4 separate regions of the Sus scrofa genome follow, and regions 1, 2 and 4 are each linked to region 3. Evidence: chromatin contacts called from public Hi-C and HiChIP or PLAC-seq data. All regions are on one chromosome and are shown on one strand. Each heading gives the region's core, a stretch centred on a gene start, on an enhancer-like site or on the middle of the called end of the contact. The rest is flanking DNA. Distances are from core to core; before and after follow the strand shown. Region 1 holds the start of ALDOA (fructose-bisphosphate aldolase A). Region 2 holds the start of MVP (major vault protein). Region 3 holds the start of KCTD13 (BTB/POZ domain-containing adapter for CUL3-mediated RhoA degradation protein 1). Region 4 holds the start of C3H16orf92.

Region 1 (2,838 bases), core at 31-2,530, 100 kb before region 3:
GGGGCCAAAATGACCAGCTTCCTCTTCCTCAGGGCCCACCCTTCGGCCCCCACCAGGCCCCTCACCAGCAGGCAGTGCCTAGTCAGCAGCACCAGGCCCAGCAGCAACAAATAGATGCCCACAGCAATGATGACGACGGCGGGGATGGGGAGCAGCAGGGAGGGGCTGCTGACAGGAGCCGGGGTTGGATTCCACGGGCTAGAGGAGGCCTGGACAGCACAGGAGGAAGGGGTGACAAGGAGGTGCGGAGGGGCTGCAAGGACACACAAATACCAGGACGACGCTGGACGTGGCTGGGAAAAGTGGAGGAAGAGCCACCGGGTGACAGGAAGTCAATGGGACTTATTGCTCTTCCTTTCAGGCTGCCTCCCCAAACAGATCTATCGGGTCTGCTTCCTTTGCACTACTTTCCCATCCCTCAACCCACAGAACTGGCCCCTAACTGCCTTGCAACCTGCAACTGTGCCCCTTTCCACACCAGCTGTCTTGTGTATCTCCTCCCCACACCCCCTTACAATCCATCAATGGCTCCCACTGACTCAGTCTCAACTTATCTCAGCGACAAAAGCCCCAATCAAATGCTGCCTATCTCTCCTTCTGTCCCCATGGCACTCCAGCCATACTGAAGTCCTAGCAGTTCCCTTAAAGGCCCTATATCCTCTCTCTCAGGCCCACGTCTCTCTGACCAGGCTGTTCCCTCTGCCTGGGATGCCCTTTCCTCTGGATTGCTTGGCCAGCTCCTCATCTTGCCAGAGTGGCATGCGCCTTTTCCTGGGAAGGCCGACCCTGCACACTCTCACAGCTCTGGTCCTCAACTGGGAGTATCTATGTCGGGTAAAAAAAATCCCTCTCCAGTGCAAGCTCCAAGGTAGGAAAAGTCAGGGTGAGTTGACGCCTCTGAGGGAGCCGCTCCAGACAGGGCTAAGGGGCCTAGGACTCACGTCCATGGGGCAGGATAGCGCCGCTCGGTCCAGGAGCTGCAGAGGAGAGAAAGTCCTGGGCTCAGAGACTGAGAGGGGCCACTAGGCTGGGGTGCCCCTTCTCCACCTCCCAGTTCCGGTTTGGGGAAACTGAGGCCCAACCATGGTCCCTGGTCGGCACAGTGGGGATCGGGTCGGGGGATTCGGAGCGGCACCACCTTCGAAAGCCCTGCCCGACCCAGACCACACCCCTGTTTTCCCCCAACCCCGGGCTCCCTCCATCGACCTAACGGCTTTACCTGCGCCCTCGGGGCGGCGGGCAGTTCACGGATTCCGCGCTTTGCTTGATCCAATCCGCCGAGGCCGCTGCACCGCCCAGAAGCCTCCCGCTGCTTCTCGCGGTTGCTATGGAGATCAGAGCGCCGCTCCTACGGCGGCCGCTCAGACCCAAAACTCCTTCTCCACCCCGCGCTTCCCCTTCGCGATCTTCTTTGGTCACCAGCTCTTCTTTTTAGTTGGGGTCCCCTGAGCTTTCCCGCAGTTACAGAATAGAAATGGGGAGTTCCCGCAGATACCCGCCTAAGTCGGATCCTCATTGTGCGCTGTGTGCTACAAAGGGAAGATTGAACCCCCGGGCTATACCATCAACTGGCTATGTGACTTCGGCTAAGTCACTATGCCTCGAAGAATCCGTGTTATTCCAGTGTAAACCGAGGAGAAACAGTATCCTCCCACGGATACTGTAAAAGTCAAAGCTACTTCTTAATTGTATAGAACTATCCTCAATATTGTTTCAACCTCATCGCACTCACTTTTATTAACAGCGTTTTTTTATTTTTTATTTTATGGCAGCACTCGGGGGAATATGTAAATTCCCCAGGCCAGGGATTGAATCCCAGCTATAGCTGCGACCTACCACAGAGGATCGAAACTGCACCTCCGAAGCTACACGAGCTGCTGCAGTGGGATTTTTAACCCACTGAGCCAAAGCGTGAAGTCCAGTGCCCAAACTTAAGATTCATCATCTGGTCTCTTCAACCCTCACATCACCATCAAAGTGGTTTGCTCCACCCACATCGGATTTTGTGTTTTTTCTTTTTGTCTTTTTGTCTTCTAGGGCCGCACCCGCGGCATATGGAGGTTCCCAGCCTAGGGGTCGAATCAGAGTTGCAGCTGCCAGCCACAACCACAGCCACAGCAACGCAGGATCTGAGCCACGTCTGCGACCTACACCACAGCTCACGGCAATGCCGGATCCGTAACCCACTGAGCGAGACCAGGGATCGAACCCGCAACCTCATGGTTCCTAGTGAGATTCATTAACCACTGCGCCACGACGGGAACTCCCAGATTCTTAACCCACTAATCTACGACCGGAACTCCCTGATTCACCTTTTTTTTTTTTCTTTTCTTTTTATGGTTGCACCTGTGGCATATGGAAGTTCACAAGCCACAGGTTGAATCAGAGCTGCAGCTGCCAGCCTACAACACAGCCACAGCAACACTGGATCCTTAACCCAATGAGCAAGGCCGGAGATCAAATGCACACACATCCTCACAGAGACAACATTGGGTCCTTAACCTACTGAGCCACAACAGGAACTCCCCTGATTCATCTTCATGTCTTTTTTTTCTAGGGCTGCACCCGGGGCATATGGAGGTTCCCAGGCTAGGGGTCCAATTAGAGCTGTAGCCGCTGGCCTACGCCAGAGCCACAGCAATGTGGGATCTGAGCTGAGTCTGCGACCTACACCACAGCTCGAGGCAACGCCAGATCCTTAACCCACTGAGTGAGGCCAGGGATCGAACCCACAACCTCATGGTTCCTAGTTGGCTTCGTTAACCACTGAGCCACAATGGGAACTCCTCATCTTCATATCTTAAGCCCTAGCAGTTAGCTTGGCCTTGAGTACTTACT
Region 2 (2,963 bases), core at 212-2,711, 85 kb after region 3:
CCATGCTTCTGAGGTCTCCAGAGTCACTGGGCTGGCAGGTCCAAAAGAGCTGCCTGTTTTCACTTCCCTGTCCCGAAGAGGAAAAAGCACCTTCCTCATCTATGCCTTCTAGAAATCAAGCCTATCTGAAGATTACTCTGCCGACGACCTCTCAAATGAACTGCAAGGCCCGCCGTGCGCAGAGCCGAGGGGGGTAGTGGTGGAAACCTCAGCGTTTGCAGGGTTGAGGAACCTCCACGGGGGGCGCGTTCTAAGAGCTCAAGGGGAGCGACCAGAGCCCAGGTCCCCAGGGGGAGGGAAAAGATGAGGACAGCAGGGACCAGTCTCAGTCCAGGAGGGGGTGTGAACGGACCCGTGAAGCTTCCCCTGCCCCTACTGCGGATGTGGGAGCTCAAAGTCCGAGAGGCCTGAGATGGGGTTTGGCGAGGGGTCAGATGAGTTGCCTTTTGCCTTCAGAAGCCCGAAAAAACAAGGCCAGCGGTATCTCCCAAGGCCAAGCCTCCACCCACCTTCTCCCGGCTCTAGTTCTAAAGCCACCTGCCCCAGCCCACGCGAGTCGGCGAAGGCAGGACAGAGCTAGGGAGAGGTCTTGGGGGTGGGGGACAAGGGCCCGCCAGCTGGTTTGGGGCTTTGGGAGCCAGGACGGAGTACTTACATCCAGAAGTGTGGCTGGCTGCAGCTGACGCCTCAGCTCGGAGAGGGAGCCGCCTTCACCCAGCCCTAGGGATCACTTCCCGGCAGGGCAGGCCAGGCGCAGGGGTGGGGCTTGGGCATTTAAAGGGCCCTTGCAGCTGGTTCTCGTTGAGTTTTTTGGGTTTGTTTCTCTCCTGTGGGAGGCTTTCACTGCAGCTGAAGGCACTGCAGCTCATTCAGTGCTCAGGAATGCCCGCCTCAGAGCCAGCTGGCAGCGCTGGAATGAAACTAGGAGGGGGTCCAAGGCCTAGGGCGGCGGCGGGGGGGGGGGGGGGTGGTGCTGAGTTGGCTTCTCCCCCCTCTGGCTGGCATTTCCCATCAGGGTGGGTCCGACTCTGCCTCTCCAGGCCTGCGTGTGCTCCAGCGGCAGTACCTCCTCTAAAGAGAAGATAACCTGCTACTTTTCTTTTTTTATTTTAGATTCAGAAAATTCAGCCCAGGTGTCCAAACAACGGTTCCATAGAAAACACACACACACATACACATGTCCTCTTTCTGGTAAGGTGCTGTGTTGGGAGTTCGCAGGGTCTCTGCTCCTCCCAGGTGCCCCAGCGCCCCCGGGGTAGGGAGGGAGGGCCAGCAGGTCAGGACTCTGCACCCTAAAGGCAGAGGCGCTCAGTACTTGCGCTGCCTGGGGAAGAGGCTACTTCCCGAGGCCCGGAGCGCGGGGCTGGGGGGGCTGGCGTCCTCTGCGTCCAGGCTGAAGAGGTCCCTGCCGGTCCGGAGGATCTGCTCCTCCAGCTTCTTGTGCCGCTTCATGTCCGAGAGGACCTTGTCCAGGCGGGCCTCCCGTTTCTGGCTCCGGGCTGAGCTTCCTGCAGAAGGGGAAGGAGAGAAATGTGGGCGCGACTGAGGTTCTGTGCCCCGGACCTTCCTGGGATCTTATGACTCACTTGAGGAGCTCGGGAAACAGAGCGACTTCTAGGCCTGTCCTGGAGGGGCTGTGGTGTAGGGCTGGGGCCTCAGATGGGGTGGGCCGTGAAGGCTGGACGTATGAGAAGGGGCAGGTAATGTGAAGACCTAGGAAGAGCAGCCCAGGCAGGCACCAGCAAGTGCAAAAGCCCCAGGGCAGGAACGGGGAGGTCTGCTCAAGGGCAAATGCAGAACTGGGGGAGACAGGAAAGATGAGGCCCAAGAAATGACTCACAGATCACGATAAGGGGTACGGATCTCTTTGTTTAAATGGAAGCCTTGGTGGGGGCACAGTGTGTGTGTTGGATTCTCTTTGTTTAAATTGTTTTAGGGCCGCACCCACGGTATATGGCGGTTCCCAGGCGAGGGGTCGAATCAGAGCTGTAGCTGCCGGCCGACACCACAGCCTTGGCAATGCTGGGATCCTTAGCAAAGCCAGGGATGGAAACTGTGTCCTCATGGATGAGAGTTGGGTTCATTAACCACTGAGCAACGATGGGAACTCCTGGATTCTCATTTTGATAAGCTCTTACACCCCAGCAATAAAATCCTTTGGAAGACTTTTTTTTTTTTTTGCTTTTTACCGCTGCACGTGCAGGACATGGAAGTTCCCAAGCTAGGGGTTGAAAGCTACAGCTGCCAGCCTATACCACAGCCACAGCCATTCGGGATCCAAGCCACATCTGCGACCTACACCACAGCTCACAACAACATCGGATCCTTAACCAACTGCGCAAGACCAGGGATCACACCCGCATCCTCGTGGATACTAGTTGGGTTCATTTCCGATGAGCCACAATGGGAACTCCTTTTTTTTTTAACGGCCGCAGCCATGGCACATGGAAGTTCAGGGACTGAATCCAAACCACAGCTGAGGCTACGCCCGATCCTTTAACCCAGAGCACCAGGCCCAGGATTGAACCCGTCCCTCTCCAGTGAACCAAGTCACTGCAATCAGATTCTTAATCCACTGCACCAAGCAGGAACTCCTCCTTCGGAGAATTTAAAACAGAATTGGGAGTTCCTGTCGTGGCACAGCAGCAACAAATCCTACTAGGAACCATGAGGTTGCAGGTTCGATCCCTGGCCTTGCTCAGTGGGTTAAGGATCCAGTGTTGCCGTGAGCTGTGGTGTAGGTCGCAGATGTGGCCGGATCACGTGTTGCTGTGGTGTAGGCCAGGGGCTGCAGCTCCAATTGGACCGCTAGCCTGGAAACCTCCATTTGCCACACTTGAGGCCCTAAAAATAAAATAATAATAATTTAAAAAAATTTAAAACAGATTTGAGCTGACTTATGTTTTGAAAGAGAGACGGCTTGGATCAGGGTGTCACATTAAAGACAGAGACTAGTAGCTGAA
Region 3 (2,723 bases), core at 53-2,552:
CACCATTGGTCATTTTTGTGGTCTGGACAATGTTCCTGTTTTCGTGTTCAATTATGATTATGGAACAGTCTTTCAATTCATCAGAGAGGAGTTTTTTCTGAAGCTGGTGTCCTATAAAATTGTTTATGCTCAACAGGGCAACATCATAGCCTAGCTTATAGTGTCAGGCCCCCTCATAGCAACAGAGGCTTCTGAAGGAATAGTGAAAACTGGGTCCCAGTTGTCATGAGCTGCTTTTCTCTTTCTCACCAGCTACACTTGAAAAATCAGAATTGACAATATTGCCCTTTGGGTAAAACATGGGCTCTCCAGGCTAACACAGGCCCTGTTACTCCCTAATACCTTGTAACTGGTTCATTCCACTCATTTACATTCCTACCTAGCCCCTGCCATTTACATTTGCACACGTCACTCAGCAGAAAAGAAACCAAACAAGCCCAGAGAGAAGTAACACTGCCGGTGAACTGATGGCCAGGCAGAACTACAGCTTCATGCTTCATTTTCCCTCCAGCAGATTCTCCTGCTAGACATTCAGATCGACTGTTAAATGTCCCAGGTATCAGCCTCTCAACAGAATGCAGATGAGATCAGATTCAAACACTTCTCGCCACACTTTACCAGCAACGTTTTCCTAGCTTATTTCTTTCTTCCAAGGTTGGGTGTCTCACGACATAGGCTGGGATTCTAAAACCCTTGTCCAGGTTGCTCTAGCCACCCCTGACCTTCTTTCTGCCTGTTAAATATGCCAAGTGTGTCTGGTTTACGGGTCTTTGTATTTGCCCCGGGCTCTTCTTGGAACTCTCTGCCCTCCGCCTCCACATAGGCGTCTCTTCTGAGCTTCAGCTCAGTATCACTTCCTCAGAGAAGCGCTCGTCAACGGACGACCTCATCTATTCACATCCTGCATGCCCTACCTAGCATTACTGCCACCTCCTCTGGGAGGCCACCTCCGTCTGGCCTCCCTTAAGAGCTCCCCTTGGGGCTTTCGTTCGCAGCTGTCAAATGCGCGGGGCCGGGAGGCGGGAAACTGTGCCCCAACCCCTTGCCTCTCTGGGCCCCTTCCCCTTCACGCCCATGAAGCACCCTGAGAGTGGAGATACGCGAAGGGGGCAGTGTTTTCCACACAGGCAGGTGGCCAAGAGCCCTACTTCGAGTCTCCCGGACAGGCGACCTGAACACACCTCACGCGGCGCCCCGCCCTCCCGCAGCCCGCGCTCGACTCCCTCTGCCAGCCCACCGCCACCACGCATGCTCCTCCCTCCCGGCCGCGCGAGGTCGGGGGCGGGACCTTGACGCGCCTGCGCAGTTCTCGCCCGGCTTCCGGGCGGTTCCGGCGCGATGATCCAGAGGGCCAGTGTCACTAAGTAGCGGCGGGGCTTAGGGGCGTGCGGGCCCAGCGGTCCGGCCCAAGGGCTCGGGTCCCGGGGTCTCTGGGAGCGGCCGGAGGGTGCGGAGACAACCAAGGATCGTCGCCCGCCGCCGCCACCAGGCATGTCGGCCGAGGCGTCTGGCCCCGCAGCGGCGGAGGCCCAGTCCCTGGAAGTTCCTAAGCCCGCGGGTCTCGAGCCTGGCTCCGCCGCCTACGGTCTCAAGCCCCTGACCCCGAACAGCAAGTATGTGAAACTAAACGTGGGCGGTTCGCTGCACTACACCACGCTGCGCACCCTCACGGGACAGGACACCATGCTCAAGGCCATGTTCAGCGGCCGCGCGGAGGTGCTCACTGACGCCGGAGGTACGCGAGCCGCCCTTGCTTACTGTCCTGCCTCCTCCAGATCCCCGTCTCCCTTTTCTCCCAGTCTTTCTTCGCCCAGTCTTCTCACGCCCCTTCTCTCTTGCCGTCCAGTCAACTCATTCTCACTTCTTCCATCCCCTACATCCCATGGCACCTCCCTTTTCTCATTCTTCATCCCCTTCCTCCCTCGGTCTTTACACCCAGCAGTAGTAACCAGCAAATTCTCAACATGTTAGGACCAAATTTTCATTACTGCTCCCCACGGACTCTTCCACTCTTTCCTCCTCAGCTCAAAAGACTCGGGAAGCAGCCCTGGTGCCAACAGCACCCTTCCAGGCAACCTTCATCAGTTTCTTCTACCTCAGCACTGCCAGCAACCACCCCCGAGAGTTGGAGGACCTAACACAGGTCCCTACACTCTAGAAATCTATCTGTAAATAACAGACTGTCAGAGGAGAGGGCTGCTTTGGGTTTGCCAGGGACGCCAGAGTGGAGAGTGGACAGTTCTCTCTGGCAGGCGAACCTTACCTTCTCAAAGTGTGTCGCAGTCAGGTTCGGGCTCCATATGCTCAAGGGGAACCTTAAAAGTCCAGGGAGGGGGATTCAGAAGAGGTTAACAAGGATTGTGAGAGCAGGAAAATTGAAATTGGGGAGGCAGAGCTCAGTCTTCAAATATCTGCAGGTGAAGAGTTTATTGTTCAATGAATATTGGCAAAATGCCAGTTAGTGTAGGAGATAGTTTGGTAAATGAATCTGATTAAGATGAGCCTTATGGAGTTTTCTTTTTTGTGGGGGTAGGGAGAGACAATAAGCAAGTAAACATACCAAAACGAAGACAGAAACATGTAATTCCAGATGGCAATGAGGTCTATGAAGAATACAAAGGTTAAAATGGTAGTGGAGAGTGGGGTAGCATTCTTTTTTTTGTCTTTTCAGGGCCGCACCTGTGGCATATGGAGGTTCCCAGGCTAGGGGTCCAGTCAGAGCT
Region 4 (2,772 bases), core at 195-2,694, 81 kb before region 3:
GGAAAAGTCACACCTCTTCGGGCTTGAGGCTGGGGAGACTGAGGGACCAGGACTCAAAGAATCATGGGGGAGGCCCTGCTGCCAAGGCCATCCCAGCCCCCCTGCTGCAAACTCCTCTCAGCTCCCTGTCATCTAGGAGGTGTGGGGGGACACCCTATCTAAAGCCTGTGGCTGTCCCCACAGCTCCTCTCCAGGGGAGGCCAGCCTGAGGAATCTTATTTATTTTATTTATTCATCCAAATTCAAACTCATTTGTCGGGGTGGGGGAGGGAGGTGGCTGCTACCGCCCCCCCAGCCTTCCCAGTGCTGAGCAACCCTGCGGGCAGGCGGGAGGGGTGCCTGGTCCCTTCCCCGGTTTAGGCTGCACATCTTGCCCTCGGGCCCTGGCATGTCCCTGGTGCTACAGACCTCTCTAGGCTTCCTCCATTCTGGGGTCGGGGGACCCTGAGAGGTGCTTTACAGACCGCTAATAAAGTCGATCCGCGTGAACGCCACCAAGGCCCTGGTCACCCAGTTCTTTGGGCTGGAAAGGGAGGGGTGCCTGGGGATAGAAAGCCTGATGACCACAGGACCGGGCAGGACCCCCTGGCTGGTCACTGAGCAGTCAGGCAGAAAGAAGCAAGGACTTTTATTCATCTGCAGGAGAGGAGGGCCAGTGAGGGCACTCAGGGCAGAGTCCGGGGCCCTCGTCCAGCTTTTTAGGCCCCTTTGTGGCAGCTCCTATGGGGTGTGGAGATCAGAGATGGGAGGTCACGCAGCCCCCCACCCCCAAACCCTGGGATTTTGGGTCCTCTGGCCTCTTCCCAAGGAAGGCAGAGGTGGTGGGAGGGGGCAGGCCTTACATGTGTGTGCAGAACTGGAAAAGCAGGAAGAAGAAGGCCGCCACCAGAGCACCCACCAGAATATGATGGAAGAAACTGGAGTCAGAACCTGCTAGACAGGGGGAGACAGGGGCCCCCGGACTGACCTCCGATGGAAAGGCCAAAGGCAGCGGTCCTCCAGGCCCTGGCGAGGAGGGCAGCCCCTTCTTAAGCTGGTTCATACCTGAGTTAACAAAGATGACAGGTCTCTCGCCAATGAACTGGGCCACGGCCAGGAGCCTGGCTTGGTCCGAGTCTGGGTAATCAAAGAAATCAGGTCTGTCTAGGAAGAACGGAGACTCTGCTCTCTGGGCCAAGGCCTTGACCTTTTCCGGGCTGGGCGCTGGGGACCCAGAGCAAAGTCTATGAAAGAGCCAAGTGGACCCCTGTCCCCCACCCAAGAGGCTGAGGCAGACCCAGGGCCCTGTCAGGTCACATGGCCTTAGTGCAGCTGTGGAGGGGCTTGATTTTATTCTAGGAACTTCTTGAGGGTCAGCTAAGCTCTCCTGGAGGAGGCCCACACTGGGCAGGGAGGATGGGAGAGAAGCGTGGCGAACAAAGGCCGGGCCTGGCCTCCCAGCCTCTCAGGGGCCCTGACCCCCTCCCCCCCACCTTAGCCTTCCTCCTGCCCACTGTTCCCAGGGCACCATCCCACCTGGTGCTACGGTCCCCAGCCCAACCAGCCACATCCACACCCACACCCACTGCCATGGCCTCATCACCCCTCCACTCCTGTGATGGCTGAGGGCTCTGTGATGTCACAGCCCAGAGCCATTCTGATCACACAGCCTGGGGTGAGGGGAGAGAGAAAGTGCTGGGATCTGGGACCCTCCCCCCCAAGCCCCGGAATCAGAGGAGAAGAGAGGTTGGGACCCACAGAGCCTTTGGGTTGATGCTGATGATAGAACAGTAGGAGCCCCAGGATTTACAAATAGGAACTCAGTGGGGCATTCGTGATGAAAGCCAGGAAATCTATATTTGTCTAGCAGGCCCTGTAGATTTGATGGTGGTAGTCGGGGCTAGGGAACAGGGCTAAACATTTCCGGTTACCCCTTGGATTGACCACAGGTAGCATTTCTTGAGCATGTGCTACTATGCCAAGTACTTTACATGGACTGATTCATTTAAACGTCGTAAAATCCCGTGAGGTAGGTACTACTGACCTCATCTTACAGAAAAGGGGACCAAGGCACAGAGGGGCAGTGATGTGGGCCACACACATCTCCCAAGGGTGTGTCTTTTCTTCCCTGAGGTTCCCTCTTGCCTTGTGTCCCCAAATGCAGGGGCAGGGGTCTACCCCATCCCCCAAACCCAGTCTTAGGGCTCAGCTGAAGGACAACCTTGGGGTTAGAACCAGCGAAATAACAGGCATTTCCACTAGGTGGCAGCAGTGCCGCCTGCCTGCCATTCCCATGTTCTAGCCCAAGGAAGGCACAGCTCCCCGACTCCAGGTCCTCCCGCCTCTTCCCACAGGTTGTATCAGGCGCTGCAGGAAAAGGTATCGCTGGGGTGAATGGCCAGCAGGGGGTTGTCAGAGGAAGTCCCCGGCCCATCTCAGGGCAGGTCCCTTGGTCATGCACAGAGCCTTCACAGGCTCCCCTCTCTTCCCTAAGGGCCATCCCATTTCCTCTTTCTAGTTTCTGCTTTTCCCTTGCCACTTCTCTCAACAGCCACTTTCATTCCTATGGCTCAGTGGCTGAGTTAGCTCCCCTCTGATTGGCAGGCAGGCCTGTCTGTCCCACATGAGTCACGCCTCCCCCAAGCCCAAGGACACTTCAGGGTCTCCTGGGTTTCACTACACAGATGCCTGTTCAGCAGCCCCAGTTCAGTGGTGTGCCCCACACCAGGCAGGTGTCTGTGGCATGCGTGCGTGTGAGGTCCTTGGCTCTTACCTCCACTGGGTCCCCACCCC

What was found. A called contact is a pair of places that touch in the nucleus more often than the background predicts. HiChIP or PLAC-seq counts read pairs in DNA pulled down with a chosen protein or histone mark.
Region 1: a Hi-C map of liver shows a contact between it and region 3, with 6 times the contacts expected there. The contact joins the promoter of ALDOA here to the promoter of KCTD13 in region 3. A contact is called at or near these places in 2 of 5 promoter capture datasets (fetal liver and liver), 3 of 47 Hi-C or Micro-C datasets (embryonic fibroblasts, heart right ventricle and liver) and 1 of 2 datasets of contacts at active chromatin or transcription factors (alveolar macrophages).
Region 2: a Hi-C map of skeletal muscle shows a contact between it and region 3, with 6 times the contacts expected there. The contact joins the promoter of MVP here to the promoter of KCTD13 in region 3. A contact is called at or near these places in 3 of 47 Hi-C or Micro-C datasets (embryonic fibroblasts, liver and skeletal muscle) and 1 of 2 datasets of contacts at active chromatin or transcription factors (alveolar macrophages).
Region 4: a contact with region 3 is called in an H3K27ac HiChIP or PLAC-seq map of alveolar macrophages. The contact joins the promoter of C3H16orf92 here to the promoter of KCTD13 in region 3. A contact is called at or near these places in 1 of 5 promoter capture datasets (liver), 2 of 47 Hi-C or Micro-C datasets (mesenteric adipose tissue and retroperitoneal adipose tissue) and 1 of 2 datasets of contacts at active chromatin or transcription factors (alveolar macrophages).

Annotation. Positions count from the first base shown.
Region 1 is chr3:18,244,478-18,247,315 of Sscrofa11.1, reverse strand. ALDOA (fructose-bisphosphate aldolase A) reads right to left here and starts at 1,280. Exons shown (of 15, transcript XM_021087997.1): 1 at 1,220-1,280; 2 at 942-977; 3 at 66-209. LOC110260082 reads left to right here and starts at 786. Exons shown (of 4, transcript XM_021088012.1): 1 at 786-868. The coding sequence starts at 828.
Region 2 is chr3:18,055,046-18,058,008 of Sscrofa11.1, reverse strand. MVP (major vault protein) reads right to left here and starts at 1,461. Exons shown (of 15, transcript XM_021086424.1): 1 at 656-1,461. It overlaps PAGR1 (PAXIP1-associated glutamate-rich protein 1), which reads right to left. Exons shown (of 3, transcript XM_013987719.2): 3 at 1,089-1,508. The coding sequence ends at 1,309.
Region 3 is chr3:18,140,168-18,142,890 of Sscrofa11.1, reverse strand. It overlaps KCTD13 (BTB/POZ domain-containing adapter for CUL3-mediated RhoA degradation protein 1), which reads left to right and starts at 1,302. Exons shown (of 6, transcript XM_021086431.1): 1 at 1,302-1,735. The coding sequence starts at 1,492.
Region 4 is chr3:18,221,595-18,224,366 of Sscrofa11.1, reverse strand. C3H16orf92 reads right to left here and starts at 1,444. Exons shown (of 2, transcript XM_021088372.1): 1 at 1,045-1,444; 2 at 839-930. The coding sequence starts at 1,444. The coding sequence ends at 839.